2 separate regions of the Mus musculus genome follow, and region 1 is linked to region 2. A link is a contact called in public promoter capture Hi-C data. All regions are on one chromosome and are shown on one strand. The core of a region is the stretch at or near the end of the contact, and the rest is flanking DNA. Distances in the headings are between cores, read along the strand shown.

Evidence for each region. Promoter capture Hi-C pulls out the DNA fragments that hold promoters and counts their contacts.
Region 1: a promoter capture Hi-C map of embryonic stem cells shows a contact between it and region 2, with 2.9 times the contacts expected there. The contact joins the promoter of Plat here to the promoter of Thsd1 in region 2. A contact is called at or near these places in 2 of 39 promoter capture datasets (cranial neural crest and embryonic stem cells).

What each region holds. Positions count from the first base shown.
Region 1 is chr8:22,754,278-22,759,381 of GRCm38.p6, forward strand. It overlaps Plat (plasminogen activator, tissue), which reads left to right and starts at 3,445. Exons shown (of 14, transcript NM_008872.3): 1 at 3,445-3,551.
Region 2 is chr8:22,224,690-22,229,829 of GRCm38.p6, forward strand. It overlaps Thsd1 (thrombospondin, type I, domain 1), which reads left to right and starts at 2,614. Exons shown (of 5, transcript NM_019576.2): 1 at 2,614-2,740.

The DNA.
Region 1 (5,104 bases), core at 2,195-4,694, 530 kb after region 2:
GCAGCCTGTGCTCCTCACTGCTGAGCTAGCCCTCTGGCCCTCATAGGTCAGTCTTAAGTTTATAGAAAAGTCAAGCAGAAGGCACAGAACTCCCTCAAACCTCTTGTCCCCTGCAGTTCCCCTCTTACTAACACGCATTGGATAATCTTGTTCACGTTGTGACCCCAATGGTGCTTGGAAGATAGTTTGACAAAGTCTCTAAAGGCACCTTCACCCTTGCTGGGAAATCAAAAAGCCTTCCCTTCCACAGGGCTAGCCACCTGAGTAGGCGCCTTGCCAGTGACCCACATCTCCAGCCCTGAAACCCTTAAGTGGCTTATTAAATCTGAAACAGCAGGTCCTTCAGCAAAAAGCATTTTCCCTCCCGTGGCATTCTGGTTGAGTCATGTAACAAACCCTGTGAGTCTCTAGCATTCTCATCCGAAACACAAGAAAGCAAATCTAAACACAAGCAAACAGACAGAAAAGAGCAAACTTCCTGGTGTCCAACCTGGCCCTCTGCCTTGGGCCACATAGCTCTTGGGTGACTAGCCGCTGGATTGGAAGCTCAATGAGGTGGCAGTGGGCCCAAAGAAAGGAAATCCTAGTTTGAAGATTCAAAACAGATCAACCTAAGGAACTTGATTCCTACCACCAAGGAACTGACTGAAAATACAATCTGTTTGGAAAGAAGTTGAATAGATTCCGGAGCAAGACCATGGTAAGTCACTAAAAGCACATTTCTGTCATTGGAACCTGCCTGTATGGACAGCTGCTGCTTCCTCATGCTGGTGTAAGATTCATGAGCTGGGCATATCCAGATGTGCCTGCATCTGGTATGAAGTCACTTTCTTTTTCTCAGAGTGGTATGCAGGTACCATGAAAGAAACTGAAAAGAAAAATCCATCCGTTGCTACAGCAATCGAGCCCTAATGCTGTGTTTTAATCTTTATCTACTCATCCTTGTGGGGTTTATAGAATTTACATCACACTTAGGGGCAAGGTGATATTCCTAATTTTGGTATGTCTATATAACTGTGGTATCAATCATCCTCAGACCATACAATACTGTACTATGCTGATATGTCGAATGCCAATACTCCTCTATTTTTGAGCATCTAAATTATCTTCAGTGTCACATGATCAAAACAATGGTTTAGACCAGGCTTCTGGATGGTGCATTCTTGGAGTTCAAGGTCAGCCTGAGTTACATAGTTCCAAAACAAGCAAGCAAGCAAACAAACAAACAAACAGAACCCAAGGTTTTATAATCATGTGTGGAATTTTAAAACTTATTGTTATTAGGTTAAAATTTCAGAAGTCTGCTCCAGGAGAATTGCCTGATTTTTAACTTTTCATTTTCATCACTTCGAACGATTTGTTAGAATAGTGCAAATCCCTCTTGTACAGTCTGGTAAGCGATTCTTCATAGCTATCACCATCTCCAAGAGGACTTTGCTTTGTCCTATCCATTTTTTTCCTCAGGGAGTGCATGAGCCTGCAATTCACCCACCTGGTCCAGCTAGCCAGTGTAAGTCTCCAGTGCAGATGAAGGCCTGGACAGTATATGCTGCCTTTACTACTTCTAAGCGGATATGAGCGAACGTCTGTTAACTCTAGACTGAGAACAGACAAAGGAAACAATTCCATGGGTCTAGCCTGGAGAACTAAACAGTGAATTCAACTGGGGTAACTTCCAGAAGTATGAGATGAGGGGTGTCCTCTGGTCAAGTCCCTCACAAAGAAAAGTCCCTCACCACCTCAGCATTTGTTAATAGCCCATCCCTGTGTCCTCGGGGAGAAATGGGGCAGGGAGATGCAGGTCTATGAGCCTTGGGCCTTAATAGGGTCTAATTTCAGGGCAGGACCAGCCATGGCATGCATGAGGAGTCCCTACATCCCAGCAGTGTATTCCCAATAATGCCATCTGGATATTTACCTCATTTGTCCTTAAAAGCTGATCCCCTTTTAAAGGAGATGCTTTTAGTCTGTACACAGAGCACCTGCCTCCTGGTTAATAGCTGTGTTGTCAGCTTCTTGCCCACTTCTCTTTCCTTGGGCTATCCTGGGAATCACATCACTTCTTAATTAGTTTTCTCATCATGGTTTTTGTCCTGATACCTCGTCAGCTGTCCACTTCCATTGCCCCCAACAAAGGGATCATTAAGCCAACTCTCTGCCCCCACAGGTGACACACACTACAGAGAGGACCCCCATTGCAGAAGCTAGCCTTAGGAACTCTTTCTTCAGCACTTCATTTTCTTATCCATCTGCCCCCAAGTTATTGTACTTGGAGCCCTTTGGAGCAAAGGGCTCCTAGGCAAGTTTCCCAGGATGTGATATCATTAAGATTTATTTTCACTCCCCCCACCCCACCCCCCTGCAATCCTTTGACTAAAATCAAAGTTCCCATTGTTATGGTATCAGCTTCCCATTTGTATTTCTGGCTCTTCAGTCTTGCTTCCCACCCCCCCCCACCCCCACCCCCCGGAGTCTGACAGGGGAAACAGACTCACAGGTGGTAGAAACACAAAAGCTGGGGTTTCGGAGGATGTGTGTGTGTGTGTGTGTGTGTGTGTGTGTGTGTGTGTGTGTTTATGGAGGGGAGTGTGCATTTAGCAAAACTCAGGGCACCTGTGATTACTGAGAAACCCTCCTCTCAGCTCCACGCCAGCCGAGATTGACAGAGGCCACTCGCCCACCCCTCTGATGTGCAAGCAGCTGCAGATGAAGACTAAACTGGAATTTTGGGTGACCTGGTGCCCCGAGACTGCCGAGGCTTTGGTAGGTTGTGAAAGGGTCATCAGAATAGTAGTTTTCAGGAGCTTTTATTGTCTGCCTCCGGGGTGTGGGGCTTAGAAGAAGGATGGCTTAGGATAGAATTTCAGGGTGCTGAGGCTGAGAGACCTGCCCATTTCCCCACTTTTCTCAATTCTCTGAGAGATCTCTGCTGAGATGCCGCAGAGAAGCACCTCAGTCTAGGAGAGCAGGTCAGAGGTAGGGAGCGCACCAAAAGTCATGTGCGTTCTATCTCCAGTCACACCCAACCCAGCTTATCATCATCTGCCCGGCCAATTAATTGCCCACGTGTCCTGAGGGGTAGTTGCTTCAAATTCCAGAAGACCTCTCCCCCATCCCCAACTGGGCGGGGCTGTTTAGAACTATAAACTCATGGGTCAAGACAGGAGCTTAGAGCAGCAGATCCTTACAGTTCCTTTTAGGCCTTTGAGACCGGGGTTTTAAAACAGGATGAGTCTTAAGTCCCCTCCAACTCTGAAAATTCCTGTGATTCGATGACATCAGTACGGTGAATAATCAAACTGGCGGCAAGCCAAGACTGGCTGTGCTCCTCCGCGCGCACTTCCTCCCCCTCCTTAGAGACACCGGCTGCTCCATTGGCTCCTCAGTCCACCCACCAGCAGAGGAGAAACCCCGCCCACACCTCTGGCCCCACCCCTTCTTCATCCTTCAAATTGGCTGGAGCTGTTCAGGGAGACAGAGCCTGCAGGAACTCAAGAGCTCAGCGTCAAGGAGAGGCCCCTGCAAGAGTGGGAAAGAAGCAAGCACTCTCGGTAAGTTAATTTCTGCCGGTATCTAACAGCTGACTCTTCTTCTGTCCCTTTAAAGTCTTTGGGGGCAAACTGAGCCAGTGAAGGGATGCTTAATGGAAGCACAGACAGAGGACCAGCCAGCATCATCCAGGGTTCTTTGCAATGACCCTGGGTAAGCTGAGGTGAGAGGGAGAGAATGGGAGAGAGGTGTCTCTTGCAGAAGTTTTGCTTGCACAGGGGAGAAAGCAAACAGAATGACTCCGGTTCTTTCAACAGACAATGGGAGCAGCACTAACGGGCAGTAACTAGATTCAGCTGCCTTCCTGAGCTGAGAAGCCAGAGTTGTATGGCTACCTTCTGACCAAGGAACACACTAAAAAACAGGCTGGGCATCAAGGAGGGGGCATTTTGCCTGGGCAGCATGATTAACTAGGCTGGCAGAGAGAAGCTGAGATTTTTAGGAACCTCTCATTACTAGTGGGAGTCAGGATGCAAAACCTCTCGTCTCTCGGGAGTTCATCGCATCCTCTCTTCCGTTCTTCCAGTCAATCTCACCCTTGGACATCAAGCACAGATGTGTTTGCTTTTTCATGCTGCAGCTGGAAGAGTCTAAAGGCTCTCTGGATTCCTTCAGGACCTTTGTTTTCTTAACCTCACAGAAACAGCGGGAGGATGGATGGAGTGGGGGGAGGGAGAGATGGTGTGGGCGTGGGAGGAAAGTATGCAGCGCTCCAAGATAACTAAGGACGAAGCTTCAGTGCAAAGAAAAGCAGTAGCAATGCTTTAATTTGATGGCCAGCTTAGAATGATGCCGTGGTCTTCCGCAGCTGATAATGGGGCAGGGGCATATACAAAAAACGTGTGTCTGTTGTGGTGGTGGATATTTAACAATCCTGCGAGCGCGTCACAAATACAACTGGAGTACACTTACAGAAAAATACAGCTAGGGATTTTCACTGAGATCCAGACGTGGCCTGTCCAGAACAAATCTATGCAGGTCAGTGGAAGGTAGAGTGGGCACAGCCAGTGAGGGTTAAATAATATTCAGCCCCAGACCAGATACTGGAAACACTATAATGTAAACAGTCCCTCTGACCATCCTGTTCAATCCACCTAAAGTGTTTTTAGGAGAGCCAGCCTGTATCCTGGCAGGGGCAGTACTAGCTGCACCCCCCCACCCCGGACCAACTGGATTAGGACGGAGTTTCCAGGACACCCCCAGATTATTTGGAAAGTCTCCTGTGAGTTCTACAGCAGCTGGCCTGCTCTCTCCCAGACCCAGGATGCTTGATGCAGCCGGGAGGAGCAGAGGAACATCTATATTTCCGCTAAGGCTTTGGGGACTGAAGCTGCACACATCAAGACTGCTCACTGAGCAGGGTGCTCGGCCAAAGCCAGAGAGTGACTCAGAGTTGCCTGCCAGGCTCGTGGACTGGAAAGACTGGTGTGAGGGTTGTAAGGTGAAAACACATGTGCTCGTCCTCCATCTAATGGTGGAGGCTGCAAACACGGCTTATCAGCCACAGTTAATAGACTTAACGCCATTCACAGTGTAAAGTTCACACACATCCCGA
Region 2 (5,140 bases), core at 1,364-3,863:
AGAACATTTGTATACAGGTGGTTATTAAGAGTATACATTTTATAGTTGCACAGGTCACTAGAATATTCGCTGACTCACAAAGAGTTCAGTGAGTAGGGGAACTTGGCCCTGCACATGCTAGGTTAAGTGCGCTTCCACTGAGCTATCTTCCTAGCCAGCATTCAGTGTATGGTGAAAGCCAGTTTGAGTTCAGTCCTGAGGTCCTACCACTGTCCTTCCTCTGATGTTACCTTTATTTCAGAAAAGATTTATATCATGTTTGTCTCATAAAGACAGTAATACAGGGTCTTTGTTGGTGTTTCTATTGCCATGACCAAAAGCAGTGTGGGAAGAAAAGGGCTTATTTCAGTACAGTCCATCACTGAGGTAAATCATAGCAGGAATCTGGAGGCAGGAGCTGATGCAAAGCCACGGAGGGTGCTGCTTACTGGCTTGCTCAGTCTGCTGTTTCATAGTACCCAGACCCATCAGCCTAGGGATAGCCCCACCCACAATGGGCCCATCAATCACTAATTAAGGAAATGAGCTATATAGGCTTGCCTATAGTGTGATTTTTATGGAAGCATTTTTTTTTAATTGAGGTTTCAGATGACTCTAGCTTGTGTTAAGATGACATAAAACTAGCCAGGATAGTCAGTTTCTCATGAACTATAATTTAAAATGATGAGACATTTCAATAAGGCTGATACATTTTTTAAAGGATTTTTTATTACATTTTGTTTTTTTAACATTTCAAATGTTATCCCCTTTCCTGGTTTCCCCTCTGAAAACCCCCACCCCTTTCCCCCTCTCCCTGCTCACCAACCCACCCAATCCCGCTTCCTGGCCCTGGCATTCCCCTACACTGGGGTATAGAACCTTCACAGGACCAAAGGCCTCTCCTCCCATTGATAACCGACTAGACCATCCTCTGCTACATATGCGGCTAGAGCCATGAGTCCCAACCATGTGTTTTCTTTGGTTGGTGGTTTAGTCCCAGAGAACTCTGGAGGGTACTGGTTAGTTCATATTGTTCTTCCTATAGGGTTGCAGACCCCTTCCGCTCCTTGGGTACTTTCTCTAGCTCCTTCATTGGGGACCCCGTGCTCCGTCCAATGGATGGTTGTGAGCATCCACCTCTGTATTTGTCAGGCACTGCAGAGCCTCTCAGGAGACAAGGCTGCTATTTTTAAAATGCATGTAAGATTTAAGTCTCACAACCAAAAAGTGACCTTTTTTTGGTGAGAGTGTCCTTGGGAAGGTTAATACAGAGCAAGGTGCCTTTTGTGTTTCACTGACTCCCCACAAAACTTTAACTGCTATATTCCTTTTATTGCAGAGGAAAGCTGGGATTGGGCAACTCAGGGCTACCTGGAATCACCAAGTGCGACCATAAGACTTTACCCGCTGAACTCTACACAGGCGCTTCCATTGAGATTTTTTTAAATTGCATTTTGTTTTTTGTTTTCAAAACCAATAGTCCCAGGAACTATCTGATGTTCATATGGCAGGCACGAATTTGAAAGGGATCCTACCTTGAGCTGATGAATGACAGAGCAGATCGTATTGACGGCAGTGAGAACTTCCTTGGTCACTTGGTTGATTACTCCCTAGAAAAACTTGACCTTTGATGGCATCTAAGTGACTGCGCTGTCTTTTAAGATCAACTTTCTGCAACTGGCATAATCTCCAAACTTGAGGCGAAATTTACAAGCCAACCATTGGCTCCCCCTCACCAACTTGCTAAGCAAGAGCTCCGCTGCTGCTCTGTATGTAGTGCCTCGCCCACAGTCTGCCTCCAGGAACAGGCTCTCGTTTGTACAGTCCAGGCTGACCAGGTATGTGAAATCCTGTTTCCCCAGTTCCTGAGATTACAGGCACATGCCCCACATCCAGTCTCATGGGTCTGACACATGCACAGTAAATCCACACAACTCGGTCCTAACATGCTTCACTCCTCGAGAGTTTCCTGGTACCTCTTGCTGGGTGCTGGCCATCTAGAGGCTATGCTGATTTCTATTACTAAATTTGTCTGTTAAGTGGTTGTTACACGCAAAAGAAAGCTCACTGCACAGCGCTGGATGGCAAGTGCAGCTGTTAAACCACGTGAAACGTAGCCTCCGGTTCTTTCAGAAAGAAAATACTTGTAGAATAGACTTTTTTAAATGTTTATTTTTAAAATGTTTAATTAACCAAGTTTTGCTCCAGAGGAAGAGAAAGGAAAATGCGCTTTATCTGAAGTATATTCCTTTCAAACTCCAGTGACATTTGGGGGAGCAAGTTTAGAAATTACCCATACCACTTTTTGGCTCTTCTTGTGATCACCCTCCAAAAGAAAATGACATGGGGGAGAAGTGAATGGTTTAAGTGCAAGGCTGCTGGCTCTCTCTTAAAGCACTGGGTCTTTGCAGCGGGAAGTGGACTGTGGGTGTAAATACGTGCTGCACTAGCAGCGACCACACCTCCTAGCAGGGCCTCTGGACCCAGAGTTTCCTGCAGGTTTCCTCTCCACAGGGCAAGCTAGGGGCGGGCAGGAAAGGAAGATGCGCTGCCCAGGAGTGGGAGCGGGGCGGACCTCTTGCGCTTGACCCCCGCCCTCTGAGAGCCCGCCTCGGGGCGTGGTCCCGGCAGCCTGGGAGCGTGCCGGAGCTCTGGACCCGGGCGGGCGTGCAGCTGCGGGACGGGAGATGCTCGGTCAGTCACCCTGTGGCCGCTGAGGCTCCCCTCTCACTTCCGCCGTGCCAGACAGACCCGACCCGAGGTAAGGATCCGAAGCTCAGGTGGCCCACCACCAGGGCGGGCACCTGGCGCAGGCGTGGCCGAATGACGGGACTCTCAAAGGCAGGAGTTCAGATTGGAACCTTTGGAAACTCAACGTTGCGACATACGTTTGTGGCTTTCCAAAAGTCTCTTTCTGGGATACTAACAATAAGCAATGACCTCAGTAACAAGTTTTATGCTGACTACCACTGGACTGGGTTTGCACCCGGGAACTTGAAGCACCTCTGGAAAGTGAGTTGGTAGGAGAGCAGGGCTTCACGGGGGACGCACAGCTCACCCCATGGTTGGGATAGAGAAAGCTTGTTCAGAAGCGCAGCTCTGGGATCCAGATTGCCTCCTAACAGACATTATTCCTGGATCTATACACAGAAGCCTTGCTTGTGAAATTACTTTGTTTCTCCTTCTATTCTTTTATTTTCCTCCTTTTATTCTTTAACGATGTCCTGTGGATATAAATTAATTTTCCTTTGTTGTCGGCTATGAATCATTTAGCTGCTTTCTGAAAAGCTTGGCTTTAAGGGGGGGAGGGGGTGATTCTGTTAGCCATTGAGAATATCCACACACACTTTTCTCCACTTTCTCGGCTGGGACTTTTACTGTTTTTCTTAGCTCCAAAGGTTCAAACCCAGGGTCTCTCACATGCTAGGCAAGTCCTCTACCACCCAAGCCCTATACAAAGCATTTCAAACATCTTGAAAATGTTCCCACTTTCCTACTTTCTTAAAATGATTCTCAGCACCAAACATTTTACTCAGCAACTACTCAGGGAATTGGGGACGTGGTGAAAAAAGGTAATAATCAGTAGTGCCCCCTCCCATTTTAGAGGCTTATTATAATCATCATCATAGTGCATGCCCTAATGCTCAGGTAGACTGCGTTCTATAATTCCATCTCTGTCCAGCTCTAAGTACAGATCATCACACAGGTCTGTATTTAACCACCCATCTTCATAAGCAAGAAAATGCAATCACAGAATCAGTGATGAGAAAGAGTTTTAAGAAGAATATTATCTCCGAGAAGCAAGCCATCCAAGAAAGCTGAGTTCACCTTTCCGGAGGCCGCTGCTAGGTGGTGTCCTATTATGTTGTCTAGGCTGGTCTCAGACTCCTAGGCTTAAGCCATCCTCCTGCCTCAGATTTTGGGGGGAGCTACAGATGCTGGGGCCACCATGGGATGCTTCCTCTGAGTCTTTCATCTGAAGTCTTAAAGTCGTGTTCCCCATCCAAATTCAAGGTAATGATTAGATCAAATCCAAGGCGACTTCCACTAAAACAGAATTTCCTTTTTTGATGCGCTGAGGAAAGGAAGGGAGGCCAATCATCTGCATAGTTAAGCTGCAACCCCCACCCCTTCGTTTTCAGGAAGTGCAGAGTTTCCTTTGTTCTCCTAGCTCTTACTGAACAAAAGCTAATAGAGACACACCAGCTTCCTTCCCACTGAGTGGTGGCTTGTTTCAATCTGCCTGCTTAACTCTGTTAATTCTGTCTTCTATCAGAAGGTATGGAGTCTGTGTTTGCAAAGTTATACACGGGTAGAGATGCGCTTCAGTGGTAGAGAGCTTTCGTGGCCCACATGAGGCCACAAAGAAACTGTTATCTATGAATAACAAGGGACAGTAAGCATTAAGAAAGCATATTTTTTGGTTATGCTTAATAGAGCAGTTGGATTACTAGATTCTAGTACAAAGAAACTACCTTTAAGCGACCCAAGGCTTATTCTGTAGTACTCTAGTATTTCTATCCAGGTACAGTATCCCTTCCTACAATTCACCATGAACCTCAGGCCAGTAAGGTCTTCCCTTGCCCACCTACGTGGTCTGGGAAGATTGCTGCATGAATCAACCATCCCCTGATGCATATCAGCACCACTCATTGGAAGGCTGACAGGGGAAGGTAATTTTTATTTGTCTGTTTTCTCCATAGACTACCCAAACAAGAAAAGCAAGGCCAGATAGAGTTCACATAAAGTTGTAATATACTGAGTGTCTATTGTTTTGTTTTGTTTCTCATTTTGTTAAAAATTAAAAACATTTTTTCTTTTATTGAAAATAGATATTTTCCCCTCATACAATGTATCCTGATTACAGTTTCCTCTTCCCTGCTCCTCCCAGTTCCTCCTCCCTACCTCCCCTCCCATCCAGATCTACTACACCCTTTCTGTCTCTCATTAGAAAACAGGCAACTAAGGAATAATAATAAAATAACATGTAAGAAAAACAAATCAACATATAACAAAATAACCAAACAGGAAAAAGAACCAGAGAAAAAGAACAAGAAATGCACAGAGACAAAGAGACACACACATTCACATTCATACTCACAGGGGTCCTAGCAACACTCAAAACCAGAAGAAACACAATATATATGCAAAGGAACTGTAA